Regions from separate parts of the Sus scrofa genome. Here regions 2 and 3 are each linked to region 1. A link is a contact called in public HiChIP or PLAC-seq and promoter capture Hi-C data. All regions are on one chromosome and are shown on one strand. The core of a region is the stretch at or near the end of the contact, and the rest is flanking DNA. Distances in the headings are between cores, read along the strand shown. Region 1 holds the start of ARF6 (ADP ribosylation factor 6). Region 2 holds the start of VCPKMT (protein-lysine methyltransferase METTL21D). Region 3 overlaps LOC110262125 (a long non-coding RNA gene).

The links. Promoter capture Hi-C pulls out the DNA fragments that hold promoters and counts their contacts. HiChIP or PLAC-seq counts read pairs in DNA pulled down with a chosen protein or histone mark.
Region 2: a promoter capture Hi-C map of fetal liver shows a contact between it and region 1, with 1.8 times the contacts expected there. The contact joins the promoter of VCPKMT here to the promoter of ARF6 in region 1. A contact is called at or near these places in 3 of 5 promoter capture datasets (fetal liver, liver and skeletal muscle), 5 of 47 Hi-C or Micro-C datasets (alveolar macrophages, blood, embryonic fibroblasts and 2 more) and 2 of 2 datasets of contacts at active chromatin or transcription factors (alveolar macrophages and skeletal muscle).
Region 3: an H3K27ac HiChIP or PLAC-seq map of alveolar macrophages shows a contact between it and region 1. The contact joins the enhancer-like site here to the promoter of ARF6 in region 1. A contact is called at or near these places in 3 of 5 promoter capture datasets (fetal liver, liver and skeletal muscle), 5 of 47 Hi-C or Micro-C datasets (alveolar macrophages, blood, embryonic fibroblasts and 1 more) and 2 of 2 datasets of contacts at active chromatin or transcription factors (alveolar macrophages and skeletal muscle).

The regions. Positions count from the first base shown.
Region 1 is chr1:179,711,684-179,716,793 of Sscrofa11.1, reverse strand. ARF6 (ADP ribosylation factor 6) reads right to left here and starts at 2,757. Exons shown (of 1, transcript NM_001078677.1): 1 at 2,230-2,757. The coding sequence starts at 2,757. The coding sequence ends at 2,230.
Region 2 is chr1:179,904,836-179,909,945 of Sscrofa11.1, reverse strand. It overlaps VCPKMT (protein-lysine methyltransferase METTL21D), which reads left to right and starts at 2,507. Exons shown (of 6, transcript XM_021101519.1): 1 at 2,507-3,263; 2 at 3,361-3,471; 3 at 3,643-3,715; 4 at 4,986-5,105. The coding sequence starts at 2,998. It overlaps SOS2 (son of sevenless homolog 2), which reads left to right. Exons shown (of 23, transcript XM_021101439.1): 23 at 641-2,368. The coding sequence ends at 1,150.
Region 3 is chr1:179,881,798-179,886,907 of Sscrofa11.1, reverse strand. It overlaps LOC110262125 (a long non-coding RNA gene), which reads left to right. Exons shown (of 3, transcript XR_002346707.1): 2 at 3,697-3,777. Among named protein-coding and RNA genes, the nearest start is that of VCPKMT, 23 kb to the left of the region's middle. Within about 2 kb of position 2,132, at least 55 of the 83 cell types and tissues checked have an H3K27ac peak or open chromatin away from gene starts, as enhancers often do. A contact at or near this core is called in alveolar macrophages, embryonic fibroblasts, fetal liver and 1 more, where this site is marked.

The sequences.
Region 1 (5,110 bases), core at 1,508-4,007:
ATGCCCCCAGTTTTTTTTAAGACACAAAAAAATGGCTGCCTACCAATTTGTCTGTCACAAGTTAGAATACTACATTTAAGAATTACATGAGGGTTTCAAGTTTCCTCCAGTTTAGGCATTAATACCTTTGTGCTTGTCTTGTTTCAGGATGTTACTATAACATTGATATTTGTATAATCCATGTTTATGTACCTTAATAAGTAATCATTTAAAACACTAAATTTATGATGAAACTGGGAATTTTAAAAGCAGCTAAAATGTTTAGATATATCAGCTTCATTTCTAGAGATGCTTCTACTAAAGTGAAACTGAACTTTATACTTTAGTTGCATTTTGAATTCAAAAATCCCTCTGCACCATCAGGAGCCTACAACATAGCACCTTTTCTCCTCTACTTTAAGTAAAATGTTTGTCAAAAGTTTGAAGTTACTTTTTTATAGCCTTATGTTGCTCAAACATCTTTGGTAAAAGCTCCGTTATACAATATGGCCAAAACATGAAGGACCAATACTGTCCAATCATATACCATGACATCCCGCTCAATTTTAGTTTTCAGATACCCTCATAAACAAAACCCACTCGGCCTTTTCCTGTATGCTGCCATTGCAGTCTACATTTGTGAAATACCCTAATTCCTTGAGGATCTCTAAAATTAATCCTTAAGGCTATATAAGAACCAGATGCTGTTACACACAATTCTGTATCAAGCATTAACATTTGGTTCAAAGTATTACCATAGTGGTCTCAATAATCTTGTTACTGGTCCTAACCAGCTAAGCAAGTCATCTTGTTAAGATCTGGATATCACCAGTGAGCACACTGCTTACCCTTGAATAAGTTTACATTCATTGTCATCTGTAGGTTCTTTCTCTACATCCTACTTCCCCTTTGTCATTCTTCAAGTCTACACATCATTCATTCATCTCACATTTCCTTCCTTAAAGGAGATGGTGTATCATTGAACCAACAGGATATCTGACTATTTGCATGAGTTAATCCTACAATCAAAAAGAATACCTTTCTTATAAAACATCTTTTCCAGTGTTCTAATTAATGGAGATAAGAATCACTCGTCTATTAAAAAAAGATATCTTCAGCTTATTCAGTTGCTGTAATGTGGAAACAGGAATGTTTTTCTTTCCAACTAGGTAAAAGGTGCATATAACTTGAATTGTTAAATGCTTTATTAATGAACAAAGTAAACATTCTGGTAATTTTAATATGATTGGTCTTAGACATTTGAAACATAGTAAAAGATATATTCCAGTTTTGCCCAAAAGTCACTTAAAATATCTACAAATATTTCTTTTGTATATGGCATACAACATTATTGCTCCATTTTCTGGAAGAGTCTGTTTTTAAAGTTAAAAAAGAGGGAAAACACAGCAAAGTTGCTAACTTTGCAGTGAAAAAAAAAATCTGTGTCCTTGACTGGTTACATTTTCATATTTTTATGCACTGTAAGTTAGCTCTGTAAAGGGGAACTTGAGTTTTATCCTTACTCATGCATGATGTATGTTTCAGAACTTAAAAGCTGACATTTCAAAGAACTTACATTACCTGTTTTAACATACTGATGTGCAACTGGAACATATTACAATGATATTACTCATTATTTGCCCCTGTGGGCTAAGTTTACTATACTGGTCTTAGATATAAAAGGTCACATTTGAATTTACTAAGTTGGAATTCATAAGGGAGGGGGAAAAGGCCTTAAATATAAAAGACAAACGGCAGTTTGATTAAGCAATAATTTTCAGTTTACTAGATGAAACAGACTTGCAACATAGTCTGCATGAATGCAAAATAAGCCATCTACAGCAAGTGATAAGGAAACTGGGCAAAAAGGAAAAAAGCATACATTGGAAAAGAAGATTCTCTCGAAATAAAAAAATCAAACCATTATTATAAAGGAATTTATCAAGAACTGCTGTATTTCCCCCATCCCATTTGCTGGAAGTCAACGAGAGTATCTAAGTACTTTGTGTTCGTGTCAAAAGTCAGCTCAGAGCATCCTAACGCAAAGCCAAAAAAAAAAAAAGAAAGAAAGAAAAAGAAAAGAAACAAAAAAGAAACCCCCTAACCCCCTCCCCCAAACCGTAGAACTGTAACTCCAAAGTTCAAATTCAAAAGAAGAGAAAGTGGCAATTCAAAGAGGTGATGGTGGCGATAATCCTATGAATGGGTTTTTGATTTCTCTCCTTCTGGGGGATGGGTGGAGAATGCTCATTAGGATTTGTAGTTAGAGGTTAACCATGTGAGCCCCTCATAGAGTCCGTCCCCCGAGGTGGCACAGGAGGGCTGCACATACCAGTTCCTGTCCCGAATCCGGGTCAGGCCCAGTTTCTCCTGGATCTCGTGGGGTTTCATGGCATCAGGCAGGTCCTGCTTGTTGGCGAAGATGAGGATTATGGCGTCCCTCATCTCCCGGTCATTGATAATGCGGTGTAGCTCCTGGCGGGCCTCGTCTATGCGGTCGCGGTCGGCGCAGTCCACTACGAAGATCAGACCCTGGGTCCCGGTGTAGTAATGCCGCCAGAGCGGCCGGATCTTGTCCTGGCCGCCCACATCCCATACGTTGAACTTGACGTTTTTGTAAGTCACCGTCTCCACGTTGAAACCCACGGTGGGGATGGTGGTCACCGACTGGCCCAGCTTCAACTTGTACAGGATGGTTGTCTTGCCGGCCGCGTCCAGGCCCAACATGAGGATTCGCATTTCCTTGTTCCCGAAGATCTTAGATAGCACCTTCCCCATCGCTTCGGAGGAACCGGGGCCGGGGGCATTCAGGTGTCCCGGGTCCCCTCCAACAACGCCGCCGCCGCCGCGAAACCGAAACGGAGCTTCCCAGTCGCGAGGGGGCCCGTGCGGCCTGCGTGGGAGTTGCCTCCTCAGGGCAGAGGCCCGGGCCCGTAGCTCACTCGGGCATCACCGACCACACAACTTGATTCCTCCCGTCGCCGCGGCCTGAGTCTGCGTTGGGAGAGCCGCCGCCCTGCTGAGGCGCGGCCCGGCCCGGAACTGCCCTTCCCCCCGCAGGCGCCGTACAAGCGCCGCCGCCGGCTCCTGCTCGGCCGCCTTCACCTCACTCCGCCGCGGGAGACTGCGGCCCTTCGGCCCGGCCTCCGGTCCGCGGAGCACCGCGCTCACCACTGACCCAGGCCACACGAGAGCAGAGCGGCTCCGGCGCCCCGTCGGGTCATTGATCCTCGCGGGAACTCGGTGCGCTGCCTGCAGAAACACAGAGAGGAAAAAGGGAGTTACTGCGGGAGCCCCAGAAGAGAGCGGAGGCCGAAGGAGCCCGCCTTTCCAGCTCAGCCCAGGAGGTTACCTCCAGCCGCCGCCCAGAGCGCGGGCTCCCTCCGGCCTCCACCGCCTCCTCCCAGTTCTACCGCCGCCGCCGCCGGAAAAGGCGCCGAGGAAACCGCCTCACTTCCCCTCCCGACGACGCAGGCGCAGCAGAGGCCGACCGTTCGGGACAAGAGCGACCTCTGTAAGGAGAGCGGCCTGCGCGCCAAGCGTCAGGGGCGCCACGCGCGGAGGGGCGGGGCTACGGCGGCTCGGAGGCTCCCAGGTGGGGCCAGCCCTGCTCCCGCGCAGCCCGGGCTCTGACCCGCGCCCACCTGTAGCTATTCTAGCGTCTTCTCCCCTCTCTGCTTTTCTCTTCCGCGCGCTCTCCTCCTCCGCCCCCATTGGAACCTGAGAAGCAGATCCACTGGGTGGGGCCCGTTGGCCGCCCGCTCTCCAGATGAAAGCCTCCCCCTGCTTTGCTTCCAGGCCTCTTCTCCGTCCTCGGCGCCTGCCAGATGCTCTGCGAGTTCTCTCTTGCCCACCCCAGGCTTCGTGTGCCCTCCATCTCCCTGTGAATCCCTATCTGCTGTTTTAAACCTTTCACCCAACTCCCTTTGGCTTTCTTTTTCCTTCGTTTTGTGCATTTCCTGAGAGACACGTGGGAGGCCAGTGGTTCCCGTGGGATTTGCCGTTCAGTGCGGCGCGTTTACTGGGTTTGGGTTTCCTCTAAAGCCCGTCTTTTGAGTGTTTGAGCCGTCAGGAGCAATCCACGTTTCTTAAAAATTACAGTATTTTCAAGACTTCCCATGCTTTTCCTTTTTAAATATCTTTTACTGTGATTAGTAGTAGTTTCTCATTCTTAATTTTCAGCAGCCTCGTCTATATAATCTTAGCGTTGGATTTAGAATAGGAAAAACTACTTCTGACGCCTGGATTCGGACATTTGACCTTATCGAGTTGATCTCATGCGTAAACTGAGTGTAATTCTGACCCCACTGTCTAGAAGCCCACTTGAGGGCTTTTATTATTATACGTATAATGTTTGTAGAAAGGGAACCCTCTTTGTATCAAATGATTAGTGATAAAGTTCAAATATGAAGAAAGCTTGAAATAAACCAAAAGGAGGAAAAACAGGAAAATAGCGTGTTTGTTTTTTTTTTTTAAAGAATATGATGTGATAGCATAAAGTAACATACTTTTTGTTTCACAGTTTAAAAAAAATTTGATAATGGTAGATTGGTTAAGTGATAACCTTTAAGCTTCAGCCTGAAGTAAATTTACTGAAGTTACTAATATTTTGGCAATGATTTAATTTACTTTCTTCCTTAATATGTACTGTCTTAAAACAAAGGATGTGCAGTCAGAAGACTGGGGTTTCAAATGTCACCCTCCATTTTATAGCTGTGAATCCTTTTCTCTCAGCCTTTGCAAACTTCATTTTCTTTACCTGTTGAACCAAATGAAGAATGATACCATGAATGAAAATAGTCATTATTTATTGATTGTTATAAACACTGTACTAAATACTTCAAATATTTTAATATGCATTGCAACCATGTGAGTTAGCTTTGAGGTTCATTAATTAGTATTAATTAGGAGGAAACCGAGAGTTAGAGATGTTGAGTAATTTTTCAGAGGTCACAAAGCTGATATGGTGAATTTATTCATTCTCTCTTAACCCCAAAATTAGGCTTTTTCACCCCCTGTAAGTACTTCAGGAAATCTGATTACAGTATAGTTGACCCTTGAATAACACAGGTTTGAACTGCACAGATCCACTGTACTTGTCTTTTTTTAGATAAATATGTACTCTTGTCAC
Region 2 (5,110 bases), core at 1,258-3,757, 190 kb before region 1:
TTAAGGATCCGGCATTGCCATGAGCTGTGGTATAGGTTGCAGACGCAGCTCTCAAATCCCGCATTGCTATGGATGTGGCATAGGCCAGTGGCTGCAGCTCTGATTGGACCCCTAGCCTGGTAACCTCCATATGCTGCGAGTACAGCCATAAAAAGAAAAAAAGAAAAACAACTAAAAAACTCCCACTTTCAGCCTCACTGAGGATAGTAGAAGTCAGTGACCAAAAACTAGAATTTGGTATATTAAGATATTTTTGATATACCAAATAAGGTATATTTGGATACATATTAAGTCCTCTTGATATCATGTCCTTTCATGTCTAAAAAGCTATGTATTCTTTTCACTCACTTGCCCATTATTATAATTAAAATACATAAACTTATAAACTGTGTATGCAAAACAAGGTAATCTGAGGCTTTATGTTCTAAGATTTCAATTAAAACATCTCATATATAAAAATAGTAAACTGAGCCTTGAGTGAGGCTGGGAGTAATTTATTCATAAATCTGAACATTAAACCAGATTAATGTATTTTGGACTTTCTAGATTTAACTTGCAAGAATTTTTCAATCTTTTTAAGACTTTTTCTCACAAATTTTTCAGGAGAACAGAAGTATAATTTAATATTTTTGTTTTTGAGGGAAATATGAAATCCGATGATGACCCCCCTGCTATTCCGCCAAGACAACCTCCTCCTCCAAAGGTAAAACCCAGAGTTCCTGCTCCTACTGGTGTGTTTGACGGACCTCTGCCTAGTCCACCTCTACCACCGCCAAGAGATCCTCTTCCTGATACCCCTCCACCGGTTCCCCTTCGGCCTCCAGAACACTTTATAAACTGTCCATTCACTCTCCAGCCACCTCCACTGGGACATCTTCACAGAGATCCAGACTGGTTCAGAGATGTTAGTATGTGTCCAAATTCTCCAAACACTCCTCCAAGCACACCATCTCCAAGAGTACCACGTCGATGCTATGTGCTCAGTTCTAGTCAAAATAATCTCGCTCATCCTCAAGCCCCCCCCATTCCACCAAGGCAGAATTCAAGCCCTCACCTACCAAAACTGCCACCAAAGACTTATAAACGGGAGCTTTCGCACCCCCCATTGTATAGACTGCCTTTGCTAGAAAATGCAGAAACTCCTCAATGACCTTAGCCATATGTAGTCATTGACACTGGAATGGTATTTGTAAAGTTTTTTTTTAATTTATTCAAAAATGCATAGTATTTTAGTACTTTTTAAAAATAATGCTCTTACAAAAATGCTACTGATCAAATAAGCTTTTAAAAATTGGAAAAATGAAAATACAGAAGTCCTTTACCATTATCCTCAGGTGATCAGTAGCATTGCCTTGTCTTAGATCCTCAGTGCTGCCAAAAGGCCAGTATAAAGAAATTATATTTGCACTGTAGACTCTGCTAAAATATGGTTTAAAGTGATAATTGATTGCACTGAAAGGGGATAGTGCATTTGTGGAATTTTTCAAATTTGAGTAATAGATGACTTTTTAAGGCAGTGAATTTACACACGTATGGGGGGGGTGAGTGATACTGATTTTTTAAGCCTCTTTGACCATCTTCTAGTTTTTACATCTAGTTTTTACATTTAGGAAAATTGTGAATAACACCCACTGTTCTTAAACTCTTTAATGCCATGTCTTAAATGCCAGAATTTGCTGCTGAAGACAAAAATGAAAAAGAGAATGAAAATAATAGAATGCACTGTGTTTATTATTTTGTCAAAATGTAAACAGACTACCTAACCCAATCATAGAGGGAAAAAGGGCATATATCTTATACAGATGTGCCTTTTTGTTTTTGCAGACTATGATGTCTTTAGCTAACGAGTTGCCTATTGTTTTGGGATGTAAAGTTAATATGCCATATATGTACAGTTTTGTTTATATTGTATATTTAAAGACAGTGCTAATAATGTATATAAGTTTATGTGACTTAAGGCCTATAATACAATCTGCTACTTTACTAATTCATGAATTCAGAGGACAAGTTTCTTATGGCCTAGGAACCAACTGCATTGCCTTGAAAACCTAATAACTTTCCCTGTAAATCCTGTGTTAATAAAATTTTTTAAAATATTTTTTTAGATTGGTAATATTTAAACCAGCATATACTTAAAGCTTTATTAAACTTTTTAATCAGAAAAGTGAGTAAAACTTTTATTTGCCATTTGATTTGGACTCCTTCCCTCAAAGTGATGAAAAAGTGTGTTTTGCTCTCAGTGCCACAGCAGCAGTTGTAAAGTAGTCAGAAGCCACGTTGTTTATTTACTGGTCAGTGGCCTTTTACTGTGCTTTGTATCAGAGTTTCTAACAAGATTAATAAATCACCCAAGTCTTAATTTTTTAAAGACTTTTAAAATATGTGTTTTCATTATATGGAACAAGGGGGTAAGATTGTTGAGTTCTGTAGAAATAAATTATTTTCCCTATTTTGTGCAATTAAAATTCCATAATCCTAAAGAATTCAAGTGATGTAAACTTTGGAGGGATAACTTTACCTTCACTGTTACTGCATTCAGATGAAAAATTAGCATGTTAGAAAATCTTATCCTCCTAAATTTAAAATTAGTAGGATGATAGCTATCCTCGGTAGAATCTTGGAAGCTGCCTGGATTTAAGGCCGGCAAATGCTGTGTGAATCAGTCTCCAACCAGGTAAAAATACTCAGGTTGGCTTTTTTTTTTTTAAGAGCAGATTATAATACTAGCTTTGTCCGGAAAATTGATCTAAACTGTCAGTTCTTGAAGCCAGACTTGAAATTTTGGGAAGAACGTGTCAGTTCCGCTCCTAGGGGAAGCCCTGGCCACGGGGTAGGCACTTTGGTGGAGCCTTGCCTTCCGGGCTCTCTGCCTTCGCGCATGCGCTCTGGCGCCAACACCTCCGCCAGGAGAAGCGGGGCCCCAAGCCAGTCGAGGAGCGGGGCTGTGCGCATGGTTGTGATGTCACTGTGTGCGCCACATCTTGTTGCCAGGCAGCGATGGCGGCTACTCTGGAGTCATCCGAGGAGGACACGCTGCTGAACTTTGTGCGAGTTTTGGAGAAGCGAGATGGCACGGTGTTACGACTGCAGCAGTATGGCTCCGGCGGCGTGGGTTGCGTTGTTTGGGACGCTGCCATTGTCCTTTCTAAATACCTGGAAACGCCCGGGTTTTCCGGCGATGGGGCCCACACTCTGAGCCAGCGGTCGGTGCTGGAGCTGGGCTCTGGCACCGGGGCGGTGGGGCTCATGGCTGCTACCCTCGGGTAAGAGCTGGCGGGAAGGGACGGCGCTTTGTTGGAGAAACCGCCATTACCGGCTTCCCAACCTTGTGCCTCTACCTCAATCAATGTTATTTTATAGGGCAGATGTCATAGTCACCGATCTTGAGGAATTGCAGGACTTACTGAAGATGAATATTAATATGAACAAGCATCTTGTCACTGGTTCTATTCAAGCCAAGGTACTGAAATGGTTTGTATGGCCTTTAAGCTTTTTTTAGATAACGATTTGTAGTTTGCTTTAAATTGTGTTTCACTGTAAGTACGGTTAATTCGAAGGGAATTTTCTGGGTCTTGTTTATAAAACAAGAATATTTTAAGTTATTAAAGCAACAGTGAAAAATATTTGGTTGACATTTTTAAGGGGGGAAGAAATAGAAGACTTTCCTTCTCCACCAGACTACATACTGATGGCTGACTGCATATACTACGAAGAGGTGAGTAATGAGTGAAATTTCTTCGTTTAGAGGTTGCATACACCGTTTTCCATGGGTTCTAAAGCACACATGTCTAAGCATTTTTACATCTTTTAATGCAAATTTATTCTGTAATTGATGATACAGTAAAGAGAAAATAAAAGTCACCACGGACTACAACTTACACACTCATGATTTTAACATAGAGGCCCATGAAGCATTTTGAGAAAAGTGTTATATGCATTTTACTAGAGGCTTCTATAAAATTTTTAAAGGATTTTGCCTTTTGGATCTCCTATGTAAGGCTAAGATTTTTTATTGTTATTTTTTTTTATTTAGCTATTCCAAGTAAATTTAATATGACATTAGTGATTTTAACTGTTAAGTTGTATTGTAAAGAATTCATTGTTCTGTGGCAAAATTTATTACATTTATAGGATTTTTTTTTAAATATCAGTTTGTGTATATTGTAGACATCACTCATTTTTTAAGTAATGGGCATTGAGCCAACTTATGTTCAAATTAGGGTCAGAATTATAGGGAAATTATTGATTGTTAAATTAAAGAAAAAATTTTTTGTTTTGTTTTTAGTGGCCCCACCTGCACCATATTGAAGTTCCCAGGCTAGGAGTCAAACTGGGGATGCAGCTGCCAACCTACACCACAGGCACAGCAGTGCCAGATCCGAGCCATATCTTTGATCTGCGCCATAGCTTGTGACAATGCCGGATTCTTAACCTACTGAGTGAGGCCAGGGGTTGAACCCACATCCTCACAGAGACAATATCAGGTCCTTAACCTGCTGAGCCACAAAGGGAACTCTAGTAAATACAGTTTTTAAGAGTGCAATTAGGAGTTCCCATCACGGCTCAGTGGTTAACGAACCCCACTAGTATTCATGAGGATGCAGGTTCTATCCCTGGCCTTGCTCAGTGAGTTAAGGATCTGGTGTTGCCGGGAGCTGTGGTGTAGGTTGCAGACAAGGCTCAGATCCTGAGTTGCTGTGGCTGTGGTGTGGGTCGGCAGCTACAGCTCAGATTTGACTCCCAGCCTGGGAGCCTCTATATGCCGCACAAAGACAAAAAAAAAAAAAAAAAAACTGTACAGTTAATTCCATTTGTTTATCCATGGGTACTCCAAAATTCAGTCACTTGCATCCTTTCTCTGAAAACTGAAATTGATACAATTGGATAAATTGTAGAGGAGTTATAATTACCCCTCCACTTCCCCTACCCCTTTTAAAGTAATATAAATTTTTAAAAGTCATAAATATTACATTCCTTTTGAGCAGTCTTTGGAGCCACTTGTGAAAACCCTAAAAGATCTCAGTGGATCCGATACTTGTATTATATGTTGTTACGAACAACGAACAATGGGAAAAAATCCAGAAATTGAGAAAAAGTATTTTGAGGTGAG
Region 3 (5,110 bases), core at 883-3,382, 170 kb before region 1:
GTTAAGATGACCGACATCTCAATATGCTTGAGACTGAAGGGTTTTCCAGGACAGGGGAGAGTTCTGGGAAAACTAGTCACCTTATGTTATTATGTTTCCAAAAGTCCTCATAGGAGACACTTCAAGAGTCACATTGAGTGCTAAGATTTTTAAAGAGGACACATCTATATGTGCATGAGATTTGCATATAATTTTCTTCTACTCAATATTTGCAGTTACTTTAAAATTTAACGTTTGGCTTTTCTCCAAAGATTGTCATTTTGACTATTTTTCCTTTCTCATTTTTTCTAACTTCCTCATTGTTGTCTCAAATTCCCAACTGGTACATGGGGAGGAGGGGTGGAAATAAGAACAAAATAAGAAAGTCGGAGTTCCCATCGTGGCGCAGTGGTTAACGAATCTGACTAGGAACCATGAGGTTGCGGGTTTGATCCCTGGCCTTGCTCAGTGGGTTAAGGATCCGGCGTTATTGTGAGCTGTGATGTAGGTCGCAGACGAGACTCGGATCCCGAGTTGCTGTGGCTCTGGTGTAGGCCGGCGGCTACAGCTCTGATTGGACCCCTAGCCTGAGAACCTCCATATGCCACTCCCTTGAGTGCGGCCCTATAAATTAAAAAAAAAAAAAAAAGGCTTTGCCTCCCATTTTTTAATTTTTTTTTTTTTTTTTTTTTGGTCTTTTTAGGGCTGTGCCTATGGCATATGGAGGTTCCCAGGCTAGGGGTCCAATCGGAGCTACAGCTGCCAGCCTACACCACGGCCACAGCAACTCAGGATCCAAGCCTCCTCTGTGACCTATACCACAGCTCAGGGCAATGCCGGATCTCTAACCCGCTGCACAAGGCCACAGATTGAACCTGCATCCTCATGGATTCTAGTCAGATTTGTTTCTTCTGGGCCACAATGGGGACTGTCTCCTATTTCTAAAATGTGGTTTTGGTTGCAGTGTGTTGAGGACTAATCTGTAATAGTCATTATCAAACTTGACAGTGGTGGTGGACAGCCTCTAAGACAGCCCCCAAAGATTCCTGCCTCTCAATATGGATAATTTCTCTTAGTCTGGATTTGGATTTGTCTTAAAAAGTCTCAGTCTCTCTTTCTCTCTCTCCCTCTCTCTCTCTCTCTCTCTCTCTCTCTCTCTCTCTCTCTCTCTCACACACACACACACACACACACACACACACCCTAGCTTGGGGGAAAATCCAGCAGAGCCATGTGATGGGGAACCAATGTTTTCAGCTAAAAGTCAAAAAAGACCTGATTGACAGCAGCTTCTCCAGCACAGGCACAGTCTGGAAGTGTTTGCAGCCTGAACCAACACCTTGATTACAGCATCATGAGAACCCCTTAGCCAGAATCCCAAAGCTAAGTCAATCCCACCTTCCTGATGTATAGGAACTTTGGGATAATCAGTGTTGGTTGTTTTTAGCTTCTGTGTTTTAGGGATATTTGTTAGGAAGCAATAGATAACATACACATATGCATCAGAAGCACCTAGATTCTTGGTAAAATGTGTATTTCTGGGTCTTACCACATTCAGTGGATGTGGCCTGAAGTCTTTGCCTTTTCGCCAGGAATCCCAGGAGAATCAGAAGTGAAAACTTTCTGTATGAGCACACACAGCAAAAATAAACACTCCCTGGAAAGGCCTGGGGGGAGAGAAGACTAAGGGGAGTATGGTTGCCAGATAACTTACAGGACACCCAGTTCTATTTGAATTTCAGATAAATAACAAAAAAATGTTTTAGTATAAGCATGCCCCTTGCAGTGTTGGGGACATATTTATACCAAAACATATTTGTTATCTGAAATTCAAATTTAACTGCGTGGTCTGTATTTCTATTTGTTAAAAACTATCTAGAAGGAAAGCCCCACCCAAGTGATGGCCCAGACGGAAATAAAGTGGTGCCTTCTTTTCACAGATGGCAGGATTTTAATCCCTGAGGGATGAGGGGTTTAAAGGTGCTTGGCTGGGCCCTGCCCCTCTTCCACCTGGAAGGCAGACTGCAGACTTAGGGCCCTTAAAATGTTTCTTTGGAGGGTTGGGGTTGGGGGAGGAGTGGTGTGGAGTAGGAGGATGGAGAACTGCTCTGGAAGCCCTCCTCCACGGCCCCGCCCACTCCGAGATGCTGGTGGATCCAAGGAGAGAACAGGATGCAGGGTTGGGTCCAGCCCCTGGTGGCCCAGTGCACCCAGCTCCCTGGAGAAGTTGGTCATGTCTGTGTAGATGTCCCTGCCTGATGGGTTCTACACATGGTGCTGGGAACAAGCTTCTCTGGGTGCAGATGGCATCAGGTTCTTCCAGAGCAGTGAATGAATGCCAGTCTTCCCCCACACCCCTCCAGGAACTCAGATGAATGCAGCTGCTCATAATAAATGTGTGCCTTTCTCATTCTGAGTATGTCTGAGTCTCTGACGAGTTGTATTTATTGTAGCTCTCAGCCTTGTAAAGAGGAGGATGGTTTCAAAGACATTCCCTAATGACTGAGGTTTTAAGAACTCTGGCTTTCACTTCTGTATATGCTTTATTGTCACAGGGAACCGTCTTAATTTTGATGTGTTTATTTTCAACTATGAAACATCTTCAAAGAGATGGGGAATGAATGAGAATATGTGTGGGAGAGAAACGGGGAGAGAGAGAGAGCTTGGCTGGGTAGACTGAAACGTTTAAGGCAGGGATGGAAGAGAATGGCGCAGAAAATGTGCAGCTGCAGTAGAATCAGAGCCTTAAATAAGTGCTTTGAAACCAGACACCAAAAGTGAGGTCACGTCATTCCGAGCTCTGGTTCAGCCTTGCCCAGCGGCCTGACGCAAGCTGAAAAGCCACAGGAGGGGAACTCAGCTGAATCTCTCTCCTGAGTGAAACTGTGGAGGGGACTGAGTTTTTTTTTTTTTTTTTTTTTTTTAGAGGAAGGGAGGAGGTTTAAATCAAATGTACAGAATGTGTTCCCTGGAGGCTCTCAAGGTCTCTAAGCACCTTCACAAGCTGCTTCATAAAACCAGCATGGCCAACACAAAACAAATTTGCAAAGTAGAAGGCCAAGGATGATGTTGCCATTTCATACTTTGTATATCAGGGAGAACCCCACAGGAATTGCTCAGTTCCAGGACCACCACCCCAAATGCGGCTGACTTTGGGGGAAAATGCAATTGACTCTAGACTACAGATGGTTTAAAGCTGGAAGGGGCCTTACCCATCCAGTCCAGGTTCCTCTTTTACAGAGAAGAATCTAGGCTCCCACTTTGGCCTTCCGTTTGGTTCTCTCTGGGTATTTGAAAAATTAATAGCTACCTCAAAGATTTATTGTGAGCATTCATGTAACGATGTATATAAAGCACTTGGTACTTAGTAACTGGGATCTGTTATTATTATTTCACCAGGTCTTTGTATTTAGGCATGTGGCAGTGTTAAGGTCAGAGGGGAGTATTTCAGCATAGGTTAAACAAAACAAAACAAAAAAGAGCCCAGCTTCCTGAGACAGGGTTCATATCTTTGTAGTCTTTTAGCTTGGAAAGAACCACTGCACCATTTAATTCAATTCCTTTGTTTTAGAGCTGATGAAACTCAGGTATAGACAGGTAAGGGCTTGCTCAGGATCCTCCAACTACCTCCTTTTCTGGAACCCCATATCCTGCCAGCAAGGCAGGGAAACTGCCATGTCCTAGAAACTCGACTGAGAGGGTATCTCTTTTCTGCAGGAGCAGATGGGAATTTCTGACACATCAATTCCAATGCTCTGTTGGATTCTTTCAAGCACTGCCACTGCCGCCACCACCAAGGTAAATGAGTGAAAGTGCTACATTCTCAACTCCTGAGAGAAGAGGGAGTAATTAAGTACAAAGGCAAGTCTGGGTTTGAAATTAATGACTGTGGGATTCTGAAATGATTTTGAGATAAAATGAATAGTTTACATTAATTTGCATTGCAGTAGACAACATGGCTAGGAAAAACTGCTCTGTTGAATTTAGGAGACAAAGATCATGTCCATTATTTTCATTCTCGGCCTCAGGGAGCTTGGAGAGGGAGGAGCAGTGAGAGATTTAAAGCTTTTAATGCTCACTGTTCAGAAATATGATTTTTTTTTCTGAAACAGATTAGCTTTTAAGGATATAGTAACATTGGTTAAGTAGTGGTATGTATTTTGTCTGTTTACTTTTTTCATCATCATGGCAAATTTAGGAGATAGGTGCTGGAATTATGTCCATTTCACAGATTAGAAAAGTAAGACCAGAGAGTAACTTAGTCAAAGTCAAATAGCTAATACATGATCATCACCAAGACCCAATCTTGGAAGCTGGCTGTGGAGCCTTTCTCTTAACTCACTATGCTCTATCGCCTTGAGAGAGTTAAGGTACCAAACCCAAGAGACTAGAAACTATTTTGACGTCCCTCATGAGAATATGCTTTTCATCACATTACTGTTCCAAGGTTAAGTGTATGGAGCTGAACCTCATGGTCTCTAATGCACTGGTCCAGCTGCTTCCACCATACTCTTGGTCTGGAAATTCCCTGGAAACATAGGTGGAATCTTTTTCTTTATATACTCTCCCGTATTCACCCCTTAGTTTACACTGCTGGATGAAAATTAGAACCCAGCTGTTTTTCAGCCCACAAATGGCTTAAGAGCTCAGCACCAAACTCAGTATTATAGATTTTTCAAAAGCATACAACCCATCCCCAAGAAGCCATCCGTACCAGCTTAAAGGGAGTAGGATATTTCAGTGAGGAGGATAATGAAGGGACGCGATGGTAGCAATTCTATTCCATTTTTTTTCCTGAGGGTATAAGGAGGCACCAAGATCTTAATCCCCTTTCTCTTTATTTTGACTTGGAGATGATGGCACCATCGCTTCTTAGACCAACATAGATAAAATCTATAATAAACCCAATAAAAGTAAATACATGGAGAGGAGGCACTTACCAGTAATTTAGTTTGAATAAATGAGTGAATGCTTTGATACCTTTTTATATACAAGGAAGCAACTATATGCTACACATACTGTACAGGCTGTACCCACTCCTTTTTCACTTAAGGTATCTTGTAACACATTCCGTATTGAATATTATCACGTACAGATTTACCTCATTCTCTCTCATGACTTTATAAAATCT